Linked DNA regions of Mus musculus: all the other regions are linked to region 4. The links are chromatin contacts, called in public Hi-C and promoter capture Hi-C maps. All regions are on one chromosome and are shown on one strand. Each heading gives the region's core, a stretch centred on a gene start, on an enhancer-like site or on the middle of the called end of the contact. The rest is flanking DNA. Distances are from core to core; before and after follow the strand shown. Region 1 holds the start of Cab39l (calcium binding protein 39-like). Region 2 holds the start of Mphosph8 (M-phase phosphoprotein 8). Region 3 holds the start of Phf11b (PHD finger protein 11B). Region 4 holds the start of Mrpl57 (mitochondrial ribosomal protein L57).

What was found. Promoter capture Hi-C pulls out the DNA fragments that hold promoters and counts their contacts. A called contact is a pair of places that touch in the nucleus more often than the background predicts. Capture Hi-C pulls out chosen DNA fragments and counts their contacts.
Region 1: a contact with region 4 is called in a promoter capture Hi-C map of adipose tissue, with 3 times the contacts expected there. The contact joins the promoter of Cab39l here to the promoter of Mrpl57 in region 4. A contact is called at or near these places in 7 of 39 promoter capture datasets (the 3T3-L1 cell line, hippocampal neurons, liver and 2 more), 1 of 484 Hi-C or Micro-C datasets (B cells), 5 of 115 datasets of contacts at active chromatin or transcription factors (astrocytes, embryonic stem cells, large pre-B cells and 1 more) and 1 of 9 other capture datasets (adipose tissue).
Region 2: a promoter capture Hi-C map of pre-B cells shows a contact between it and region 4, with 2.8 times the contacts expected there. The contact joins the promoter of Mphosph8 here to the promoter of Mrpl57 in region 4. A contact is called at or near these places in 4 of 39 promoter capture datasets (the HPC-7 cell line, cranial neural crest, liver and 1 more) and 1 of 115 datasets of contacts at active chromatin or transcription factors (astrocytes).
Region 3: a Hi-C map of B cells shows a contact between it and region 4, with 5 read pairs. The contact joins the promoter of Phf11b here to the promoter of Mrpl57 in region 4. A contact is called at or near these places in 2 of 39 promoter capture datasets (hippocampal neurons and liver) and 1 of 484 Hi-C or Micro-C datasets (B cells).

What each region holds. Positions count from the first base shown.
Region 1 is chr14:59,439,598-59,442,297 of GRCm38.p6, forward strand. It overlaps Cab39l (calcium binding protein 39-like), which reads left to right and starts at 1,366. Exons shown (of 11, transcript NM_026908.4): 1 at 1,366-1,421. It overlaps Gm45935 (predicted gene, 45935), which reads right to left and starts at 1,283. Exons shown (of 24, transcript NM_001320725.1): 1 at 990-1,283. It overlaps Setdb2 (SET domain, bifurcated 2), which reads right to left and starts at 1,283. Exons shown (of 14, transcript NM_001320720.1): 1 at 990-1,283.
Region 2 is chr14:56,666,996-56,669,768 of GRCm38.p6, forward strand. Mphosph8 (M-phase phosphoprotein 8) reads left to right here and starts at 1,253. Exons shown (of 14, transcript NM_023773.2): 1 at 1,253-1,569. The coding sequence starts at 1,357. It also overlaps the pseudogene Gm4032.
Region 3 is chr14:59,339,815-59,342,629 of GRCm38.p6, forward strand. It overlaps Phf11b (PHD finger protein 11B), which reads right to left and starts at 1,516. Exons shown (of 9, transcript NM_001164327.1): 1 at 1,459-1,516. The coding sequence starts at 1,501.
Region 4 is chr14:57,824,970-57,827,671 of GRCm38.p6, forward strand. Mrpl57 (mitochondrial ribosomal protein L57) reads left to right here and starts at 1,270. Exons shown (of 2, transcript NM_026401.2): 1 at 1,270-1,353; 2 at 1,540-2,702. The coding sequence starts at 1,548. The coding sequence ends at 1,856. Ska3 (spindle and kinetochore associated complex subunit 3) reads right to left here and starts at 1,194. Exons shown (of 9, transcript NM_198605.3): 1 at 1,041-1,194. The coding sequence starts at 1,143.

The sequences.
Region 1 (2,700 bases), core at 116-2,615, 1.6 Mb after region 4:
TACAGATATCCAAGTGCCACAAAGAGACATTGCCAAGCTGCCTTCCACCTTAGATTCTAGTAACTTCCACCTCAGTACACTCACTCAGCCTGACACCTCAGGAAAGGGCAGGTGGGGACAGGAGGACCAGTAGCTCAAAGCCATCCTGGTCTACTAGGCTGGACTTCCACATAGCAAACAGCAACTAAAGAAAAAGCTCTCACCAGTGTAGCTTGGAAGCTAATTTACAAAAGAAAAAAAATTGCCAAAAAAAGTTAAGGAAATTTAAAGCTTATCTTCCAAAGACAACACTAATATTTCACTGTTAGTGTACTTTTTATTTGTTTGTATGTTTTGTATTTTGAGACAACGTTTCTCTGGGTAACCCTGGCTTTCCGGGAACTCAATCCGGAGAGAACTCAAGAGATCCGCTAGTCTCTGCCTCCCCAGCCACCATCTCCCAGCTTGCCAGGAGAATTTTATTTAAATTTGGTTCTTTGCCAGTCTCAAACTTTCATCTGGCCAAACATACAGGCAACTTCATTTAGATCTAAGTTTCCTTTTTACTTGGAGGAAAAAGAAACTAAAAAAACTAAGATACCACTATCTCGTTGGTTCTTTGATAGGCATGACATAATCGGAGCGTAAGTCAGGGTCAGGCACATTTTTAACGTGTTCGTATGTTAAACAACACAACAATGGCAAAACGCCTTCTGGTGAAGAATAGAAACCTATCCTATCGTATGTGGTAGGGTATTTGGAAGAGCTAATGGTCTGTTTACCAAATCTAAGACTAAACATAAATTAATCCTCCACTTTGGTTTTCTTCACTAACATGCAAAGAACCATGTTACTACATGCCAATCATATGATCTGTCAATCATATCCCTTTCTGCAGTGACTTTATTGATCTTGGACTGTTGAGTAGTGAGTCAGTCCGTCGCTCCGAAGATACCAATCAAGTTCAACTGATAAATAATTTCATTTGTTCATGGCCAGTGTAACCTTACCTGTGGAATGGACCAGTGTCCTGAAGATCTTGTCTGTGCTCCGCTGTCTACAGCCCATGATAGCCAAATTACTCAGAAATCACCAGCCACGAAAGTGAGCGCCGCAAGACGGTGGGGGAAACGCGACTGAGAGCCCCGGCCACCCCCGCTACTGAGACAGCGGGTTGAGGCGGCCTGGCACCCCGCGCGCCTTGCACTGTCCGCACCAGAGTCTGCAGTCCCGAGGCGGCTTCACCTCAGCGGGGGAGACATCAGCCCCAAGGGAGCTCCACACAGTTTCCGCGGCCCCGCGGCGCCGGCCGGAGCGCGCGGCCTCCTGATTGGTCGGCGACTCTCTCGGTTTGTCTCGCGCGGACTGCTACGGCCAATCGGGTTCTCGGCAGCCAAGTGAGGCACTTCGCTGGAGTGGTGGCGCAGCGCTCTCTGCCCGCGGTAGGTGTGTGGCTGCGGCGAGCCTTTTCCGGCTCTGGGAGTGTGTGTGTGGAAGGAGAGTCCTCGGGGTGACAGGAGTGTTGGGAGTGAAGGGGCGACTTAACTAGCAGGGGATTCTTCTCGCCCGCCCGGAGTCTCCTCCCTGTGTTTGGGAGGCAGGCGTGGTGGTGGTGGCGGTGGCGGTGGCCCCGGCTTGGCTTTGCTGGTCATTAGAGTCTGGCGCAGGCTTTGCTTTCCTGTCTTAACCCTGATCCCTTGGTTTCCGAGAGTTGCTCAGCAGTGTTTGTGGCGCGAAGATTCCCACCGCCGACCCCTGTCATGATTAAAGGAGGCTGGCTGTAGGATTCAACACGGGAAAGCCAGTCGTGGAAGGGAGAGGGGGCTGTCTCGACCACTGGCCTCCGGGTCGATAGAGAACTTTTCTTTTTTGTCAATTGCCAGGGGCCAACTGCGGAGCCTTTGCCCTTCTCGAGAGTTCATCCTTTGACATACATGGACAGCAGGTTGTGTGAGAGTAGTTTTATTCATAAGCATGCCGCCAGCATTCATTCAATGACGTTAGAAAAAAAGAGAGAAATAAAATAAAATAAAAAGGAGAAACGGGAAGTAAACTAGTGTTTGTCATGCTCCAAATTCACTTCATGCTAGGTATACATGTAGCTCAGGCAGACCGGATCTTTCTGCCACAGGAGCGCCACACCCTTACCCCAGTTTCAAAGGTGCTGATTTTTTTTTTTTTTTGTAAATTTCTCTTTACATATTTTTAACATTATAAACTTGATTTTAAAAAAAAGTTTGCAAAAAAAAAAAAGAAAGAAAAACACATCAAAATTAACCAAACCCCAAAACAATACAACTCAAATGAATACATCTATGCAATTAAAGTTGACTTTTGGAAACGAAATTGTGAAGCTTCACATTAAATTTAACACATGTCGAATATGTTTTCTGCACCTAGTCAAAACCAACCAAACAAGAAAGCCATGACAGCTTTGTACATTTCTGGGTCTGCGATGCTATGCGGGCTGGCTTTATGGAACAGGGTATTATTTAAGGAGGGTGTTGGAGTTTGGGAAGAGCAAGACACTGTACTTTCCTCTTTCCAGTTTTCTCTTGGGGAAAAAAAAGTAGAAAAGGAAGTAGAAAGCATTCTTTTTTTTTTTATTATTTGAAAGAAGCTGCCAGATCTGAAAATCTAGCCTGTTAGAGACAAATATTTTGTGATTCACTTATAACAGTTTTGATAAACTTAACACCAGTATCTTCACTTTTTATTTTA
Region 2 (2,773 bases), core at 3-2,502, 1.2 Mb before region 4:
AGGGCACAGGGGATTTAATGGCAAACTAGGACTTAATGATAGGTGTGACTTGGGGCTCAGCCATTGAGCTGCCCCTTAGAGGCTTTTTTTTTTTTTTTTTTTTTAATAAGGTGGATAGGCTTAATGGCTGGTTGTAAGTTAGGGTTGTCTCCTTTTGTTGTGGAAATGGAGTCTAATTGGAGGTCAATCTTAGTGCACTAACGTTAACAGAAACTTTCTCAGCAACCCAAAACTTCAATGTTGGCACAAAAATGTCTTTCCTAGAGTTTGTAATAAGCCTGGTAATTCTCTTCCAATCATATCGCAGGCTCGCTTCCTAGTGACTCCTTTGTAGCATCAATATTACTCGTTTCTCTTGCATCAACCCCGCACCTGCTTCTGATATTTTCAATTCAATAAGAAGCAAGGGAACTTGGGAACAAACACATAGGTGGTTTTGGCTTGGTTTATCAGGTGTGAATGATCCAATTAATTAAGTATAGCCCAAATGGGGCCAAGCCAGGCAACCTGGGCTCTATCTTTTGAAGGAGAGAACCAACTTTTACTCAGCTACTAGGACCAAGCCTCCAACCATCACCTGCCAGACAAACGCCCTATCACTGAACTACTTTCAAAGCCCAACAAGTAAATCCCATAAATTATTACTTGATACAGTGTCTTGCTGTAAAGATTGGCCTTTCTCCTGACAGAAGAGAATACATATTGGGGGAATTCTCTCGCTATGTATGCCCTTGGAAATTAAACTCAGGTCCTCATATTTGGCGACCAGGGCCGTAATCTGCTGAACCACCTCCGGGTCCCTATTCTCTATCTATAAACGCTACTCACTAAAATGAAATATCCCTATAGGCTATATGTAATTGATTCGACCGCAGACGCCATATAAGCCAGCCAAAACCATACGAAAGGATTCCTGGGCAGCCATTCCGCACAGGCGGGTCTCGCTAACACTGGGGGTCCCTTTCCCAGAATCCTCATGGTCTCCTTCCGACAATCCAAACAACAGGTCTCCTCAGGCAGCGGGCGTCACCGGAGTTTGGGAGGTGAGGTGCTAGGACCGCCCCTCGCAGTCTCCCCAGGGGAGCCCTTCCGCTCTTCCCTGAGGCAGCGTTCTTCCTCAGAGTCCGTCGACCCGCCCATCCACTTCCCGTGAACTCCCCAGGGAGCCGGGGAGCGCGCCTTTGCGTGATTGGCCGTTCTGTGTGTCAATCCAGAGCTCGGCGCCCACAATTGGCTGGCTTGCCTCACGGTCGAGTCACGCCGCTGGAGCGGATTAGGGCGGAGCGGCAGGCGCGCGGTGCTGTCCCGCTGTGGGTCGCCGGCGGTTTTTCGCGTTGGTTTTGCACTGCGTCTGTGATGGCGGCGGCGGCTGAGGAGGGCATGAGTGCGGCCGCTCTAGTTATGTCAGTTCCCGACAGCATTGGCCGTTCTCCCGAGTCCGAAGGAGTTGGAGCAGGGGACGAAGAGAAGGACGCAGCCACCAAAGGAACGGTGGCCGTTGGGGACAGCGAGGAGGATGGGGAGGACGTTTTCGAGGTGGAGAGGATCCTGGACATGAAGTGCGAGGGAGTATGTGGGGGCTGAGCGGCCGGACAGGGAGTCTCCGGGGCGGGGACGGCGGGTTGGGAGAATCCGAGTGGGACGCCGAACAGCCTGGAACAGCTTGGGAGGACGGTGGCGGTCCGTAGGCGCAGACTGACATCCTGGAGAGGACCCTGGCCGCAGTCGGTGGAGGATGGATGCTTAGGGAAGTTCTAAGTGTTGTTTTGGCAGAAGAGACGAAGCGGTGACATGGAATGTTGAGAATCGTAGGATGCAAGGCAGCTGGTGGGAGACTTCTGTGGCCTTCAGCATTCGGGTATACGGTTAGGGCCATGGCTTTCCGTTAGGAAAGACTGGAGGATTCTCTACACCGTTGTCCCAATGTTTTCTAAAAGTAGAAAATGCTCCTTGGCTTAAATTCAGGAAATCCCATTCACACCGAGTGCCCGGGACAGTAAAGGTTTCCCAACCCAAAGTGTCCCTTTTCTGCGCGTTTTATGAGTGTAACTCAAGAGATTTAGAGTAAGCTTGAAAGGACAATCTTCGCACATCGTGCTTGAACACTTAACATCCTCCTTGCTGCGAATGTCGTCCCCGGGAGAAATTCTTAGTCTGTATTTCCAAGGCTTGGGATCCATCTGTTTGTGATACCTTTTCTCCCCTCTCTTCCCTTACCCGAGCTCTGCAGAAAAAGGTGCTTTCTCAGTTCTGTCCTTACTCTCTTACCTCTATTTAAGTCATTGTCTTTTATCTCTGTATTTGTCTTTTCTGCTCTAGATTGTGGGCTCCTTTAATCAGGGGATGTGGTTTATAATAATGCTTGAATCACGGACACTTAGTCCAGTAACAGCAAAGGCTGATTTTGTTGTTGCCGTTATCTGATACCGTGTACTGGACCCAGGGTTTCATGAATGCAAGGCAAGAGCTTTACCACAGAGATCTATCTCACGGCTGTGGGATTATTGAATGAGTAAACGAAATGGGAATTTGGAGAAAGGAGAAGATAAGGGCTGTAGATAGGAATCGTGCCTATACGATGGTTTTGTTTCTGTTGTATTTTCTGTCATTTGTTATCTGCCATATGCCAACTTTCATCTTAATTTTTAATCCATTGACAAACTTTTTTTTTTAATGGACTGCTGTTTACCCTGTGCCATGTTGGCTTGATGGTAGACATTTCTTTAAAGTGGTGCTTTTCTCTGAGAACTCCTGTTTTGTTTTGTTTTGTTTT
Region 3 (2,815 bases), core at 266-2,765, 1.5 Mb after region 4:
GTGGTTAGCCACACACACACACACACACACACACACACACAAACACACACACACACACACAAACACACACACACACACTACAGGTTCAGCATTATCTAGAGATTATATTGAGTCCAGATGGAGAAAAGACCAAAGGAAGTTTTGAGAAACACAAGGTAAAGAATGTCAGCAAGGCAGGAGCAAGATGAAGATCACATTAAATGTAGCAGAAGTCTAGAGCAGAGGATTGATATATAGTGATGTCAATTTTATACAACTTTCCCTGAGGAAGTTTTAAGCTTAATGTAATCTCAATGGACAAACATACATACATATATATGTATATACATACATACATACACATATACATACATACGAGAAAATAGAACAACGGTTCAGTAAACAGGAGCTCTTATGCATTTTGCAGAGGGCCCTGGCTCAGTTCCTACCACCTACATGGTGAGATATAACCAAGTCTAATTCTCCATCCAGGGAGAATCCTATGCTGCCTTCTCCATACAACACAGCATCAAGAACACATGTGATATACAGATATTTATGTAGGCAAGACAGTCGTACACAAAATAAAGCTCAAGAATATACTAGTTGCAGGATAGTTAGAGGCTGAAATAAATCACTACTCAACTCCAAATTTGGCTGTAGACATCTCTACCAAGTGGGTGAGGATAATGGATCCTTGGGTTGTTTCAGGGATGGAAGGATGATGCTTTTGTTGCAAATGGTGGCTTCCCTTGAGCAGTGATCACTGCTATCCCTGTTGCTTGAAAGGTCTGAAAAGGTTTAGCATTAGTGCTTTCCTATTGTGTCTGTATTTCCTGCTTTGACATTTTGGGCCAGGTTACTCCTGGAGAGAAAGGATTGGGGCAGAGCTGTACTAGCCTGACAACACCAGTGTTCAAGTTACCCCTGCTGTCCTCCGTGCATTGATTCTGCTTCTTTACCCCAATAAGATTTCCTTTGCATTCTTGAGATCATCATTTTCTAAGATGGATCCGGAACCCTTGGGCCACAAACCTGACAAAAGCCTGGATTGTGATTCTCTCATGATAGGAAAAAAACATCTCAAGGAGATTGCCACCACGGGATGATCCCTAAAACATCAGCCTGCACAACACAAATGTTTCAGATACTGAAGGCTACTCGCAACACACAACCCTAATCTGTTTCTCTGTATTCTCCAATTGTCCTCAAAGACTGGGGCATCCGTTCCAGGTTTCCAGCATCCACAATAGAGTCTACCTTCCCTTCCCAACAGCATGTCTTGAGTATTAATTTTACAATGTAGAGCCCCCAGTCCTATGAAGCAAGGACAGAATAGCTTTTAGCTTCCCGAGGTCCCCAGTGCCTACAGATTTCCCAGATGCTGTAAGCCCCACCCCACCCTCAGCAGTGTCCTGCAGTCTCCCTGGGGAGAAGTGATGGTGGGACCTTCCTGGCGCCCTGAACCTTAGAACTCACCATTGGGAACTGGGTTAGAGCACCCTGGCTTCTCTTGGTCCATGGCTGGGTGTTGTCTTGCAGTCCTTGAAGTGCCTCTGCAAGGTTCTAGTTTCTAGTTTCTTTTTCTCTAAATGTGGGTGGAGACTACAAACAGCAATCTGAGAGGAAGTGCAAGTTGAGGGCAGTGTGCTGGCACATTTTCCACTCTGAGAAGTCATTTTGAAAGTGCTCTAAAAGTGATGTAATGAAACCCAAGGTCCAAAATAAGTCAGGGGAGGAAAGGCTCCATTTGAGCTATGTGGGCCTGTGGACCATGAGAGGTAGCCTGGTCCTTGGTTGAGCCAAGGCTAGAAGACCTAGAGACCCTGAAGGGTCTATAGAAGCTTTACCTGCTCCTGGGCACCAGGCTCCTATCACTAGCCACAGCCCCCTATACATTTATGGCCATCAGTCACATAGGGAAATACACCAAGCGCCTATAATTTAGAAAAAACAAAAAACAAAACAGTGACCTGTGGTCATATAGGCGTACAACAGATCTCCATGCTAATGAGGTACCTAGAGGCCTTGAGGACATAGCCAATAAGCTTTCCTTCCCAGGTATTCCTCCCTGCAAAAGATGTTTCATCTCAGGCCACCCTGAGAAGTGGGGTATGGTTTTACACACCCCGTTTGCACCATGGCAATAAATGACTCAGAACCATAGACTGACTCTTTTCATCGGGATCTGCCTTAGGGAGTCATGGAGAACTCCTTTGCCTACAGAGCCACTTTCTAATCTCTCATAGAAGGTCTCCTTCTGCTCCCAGACATAACCTCCTCTAAGCCAACCACCTTCAAGCCAAGGACTCTTCCTGTGGGACCACCTGGAGCTCCCCACATTTTTCCCCTAGGTCCCAGGCTAGATCTAGCCCATGGTCCCAGATTCCATTCTCAGCTCTCCTTGAACTGCCAGCAGCGCCTGGGTGTCCACACCCTGGGAACTCCACCACACCAGCAAATTCCCAGGCCCGGGCACTCCTGAACCAGCTCCAGCTGTCTCTTACCTTAGACTGCCTTTTCCCACCCCGAGTCATGTCCCTAAGGCCCAACACCCGCAGGGCCACTGCGTGAGGCAAGCCCAATCAAACTTCTCAAGTTCTGTCTCCCCAAGCTGCTGTCTGGCCCTGTGGTAGGTCGGACATGGGACCTACAACACTACAGGACTACAAGTTGCAGTCATCATCCAGAGAACAAGGAAGAAAGCAGGAGCAGGGAGGCTTTCTGGCTGTTTCCCTGGCTCTCTAGACCTGCTGTGCAGTACAGTCCACAACCACCTGCCCCATGCTGCTGCTGCTGTACATAAAGGACTGTGCCTTCCTCCACCAATGAGCAG
Region 4 (2,702 bases), core at 20-2,519:
CTCAAACTCAGAGATCTGCCAGCCTATGCCTTCTAGAGTGCTGGGATTAAAGGCAAGTGCCACTACATTCGACCTACTGGGTGCGAGACAGATTACATTTATGACATTTTATGATAATCTCAAAATCTGAACTACTTTTGCATCGATTTTTTTTCTTTTTTTTCTTTCTTTCTTTTTTTTTTTTTTTTTGGACAGGGTCTCACTAAGCCTGGTTGATTGGTCAGGTGCTAGCCTGGAACTCGCAAAAATCTACCTCCTTCAGCTTCTTGAGTGTTGGGATTCATGGCGGACGCCACTCCGTGACCTTGCAACTTTTTAAAAAAATCTCAGGCTGGGCTTGGTGGCGCACACCTTTAATCCCAGCACTCGGGAGGCAGAGGCAGGCGGATTTCCGAGTTCGAGGCCAGCCTGGTCTACAAAGTGAGGTCCAGGACAGCCAGGGCTACACAGAGAAACCCTGTCTCGAAAAAAAAAAAAAAGAAAAAAGAAAAAAGAAAAAAATCTCTAGTACAAGTTAGAAATGATGTTTAATTTTATTATTAAAAAATAAAACAAGAGGCGGGAGAGATGGCTCAGTGGCTAAGAATACTGGCTCCAATTCTGGAGGTCCTAAGTTCAATTCCCAGCAACTACAAGGTGGCTCACGACCATGTATAATGGGATCTGCTGCCCTTTTCTGTCGTGCCTGCATCCACGCAAATAGAGCATTCATATACATATATAAACAAATCTTAAAACAAACAAAAAAACAGCAGTGCCGAGTATTTGTACTTCAAATAGAGTGTTAGTGGAGAAAATGCAGATGCTTGCTTCAATAGGGGCCCATTCGAGTGAGACGAAATGACTTTACACGTACAGAAAACAGGGTTTTAGTGCGTCTTAATACAGTTGCCACTGGATGTTGTTAACAAACACCCAACCACCCGCTCGCCTGCGGCCACAAGGAGAATTTGTCCGCACAGTTTCCATCACAGATCAGCTACGCCCCTTGGACGACACCGCCCGCTGAGAACCGCACTCTCCCGCCCGCGCCCACTCACCGCTGTCCTCGCCGTCCAGCGCTCTCAGCAGCCGGGCCGTCTCGCTGTCCAGCGTGGTGGCCAGACCCCGCAGCTTACAGTGGAAACTCTGGATGGGGTTCATGCTGAGGGCCGCCGAGCCGACTGCTGACCTCCAGTCCCCTCGAACGAACGCGCTACACATTTGAATCCTGCGCAGGCGCAGAAGGCGTCTCTCGCGAGAGCGGAACTCTAGCATCAGGGCCCCAGAGAGACCGGAAGCAGCGCGCCGCCGCATCGGTCGGGGGACGCGGAGCGCCGAGGGGAGCGTGTCCCGGGCCGGTTGGTACGCGAGGTGGGTTTTCGGGGAGCCCCCACCCCCATATCCTGCAGTGTAGTCGGCTCCCGGCCACTCACTTCCGGCGAGAGGCCGAGCGTGCTCTGGATTCGGCCGCGGGATGTGGGCGCAAGCTTGGCACGCCGGTTGCTCGCTTCCCGGGTCCGGGGCTCAGCGACCGCGGCTTTCGTGTCATTTCCTCAGGAGGCACCATGTTCCTCACCGCTGTCCTCCTCCGCGGCCGCATTCCGGGCAGGCAGTGGATCGGGAAGCACCGGCGGCCGCGTACCGTGTCTTTCCAAGCGAAGGAGAGCATGATCCGTCGCCTGGAGGTGGAGGCCGAGAACCACTACTGGCTCAGCATGCCCTACATGACAGCAGAGCAGGAGTGCGGCCACGCCGCGGAGCGACGGGCCCAGGCTTTTGAAGCCATCAAGGCAGCGGCCACTTCCAAGTTCCCTAAGCATAGATACATTGCAGACCAGCTAGACCATCTCAACATCTCGAAGAAATGGTCCTAACCCTTCAAGATTATGGATACCGGACTGCTCTATCCTTACTTGGTCCTGGAGCTGAGAAAATGTAATTTATGTACCAGTGTGACCCCTTCGACCAGTATCTTATTAAAGCAAACATGATTGATTAATAGTTGTCTCATACGGAATACTTGGGACCCTACCTAGGCGTTTGTTTCACACCTGTAATCCCAACATTAAGAGGTGGAGGCAGGAAAATCTTTGCTGATGTAGTTAGTAAGACCTAGACTCAGAAGGCCAAAAGAGACTGTTTGAGGCTCCATATGTGCATAATCGGTCTATTTTCAGGGTTGTTTTTTATTTTTTCTGGCCTAAAGCTTGCAGCAGCCCTCCCTGTGCCTAGCTACTGGAATTACAGGCATGGTTCCCTGCCCTTCTGTAAAATGTGGGGTTTTTTTTTTTTTTGTTTGTCTCACTATATAGCCATAGAACTTGCTGTATAGGCTAGGCTGGCCTTGACCTCCGAGATCTACTGGCCTCTGCCTCCCAAGTGCTGTGACTAAAGGCAAGTGCCACCATACCTTGCACCTTTTAGATTTAAATGCTGTAAAACTACAAACTGATGAGTCTTAAGGCTGAGGTACTTGGCTAGAGCTTTGTTGTACAAGGGGTGTTTTCTTACTTTCTGTCTAGGATAGCCATTCTCAACCTGTTGGGCATGACCCCTTGTGGTGGTTGCAGAACCCTTTCATGAGGCTGAGTATCAGAGATTTGTATTATGATAACAGCAAAATTACAGTTGTGAAGTAACAATGAAAATAATGTTATGGTTGGAGTCACCACAACATGAGGAACTGTATTAAAGAGTGTAAGGGAGGTTGAGAACCACTG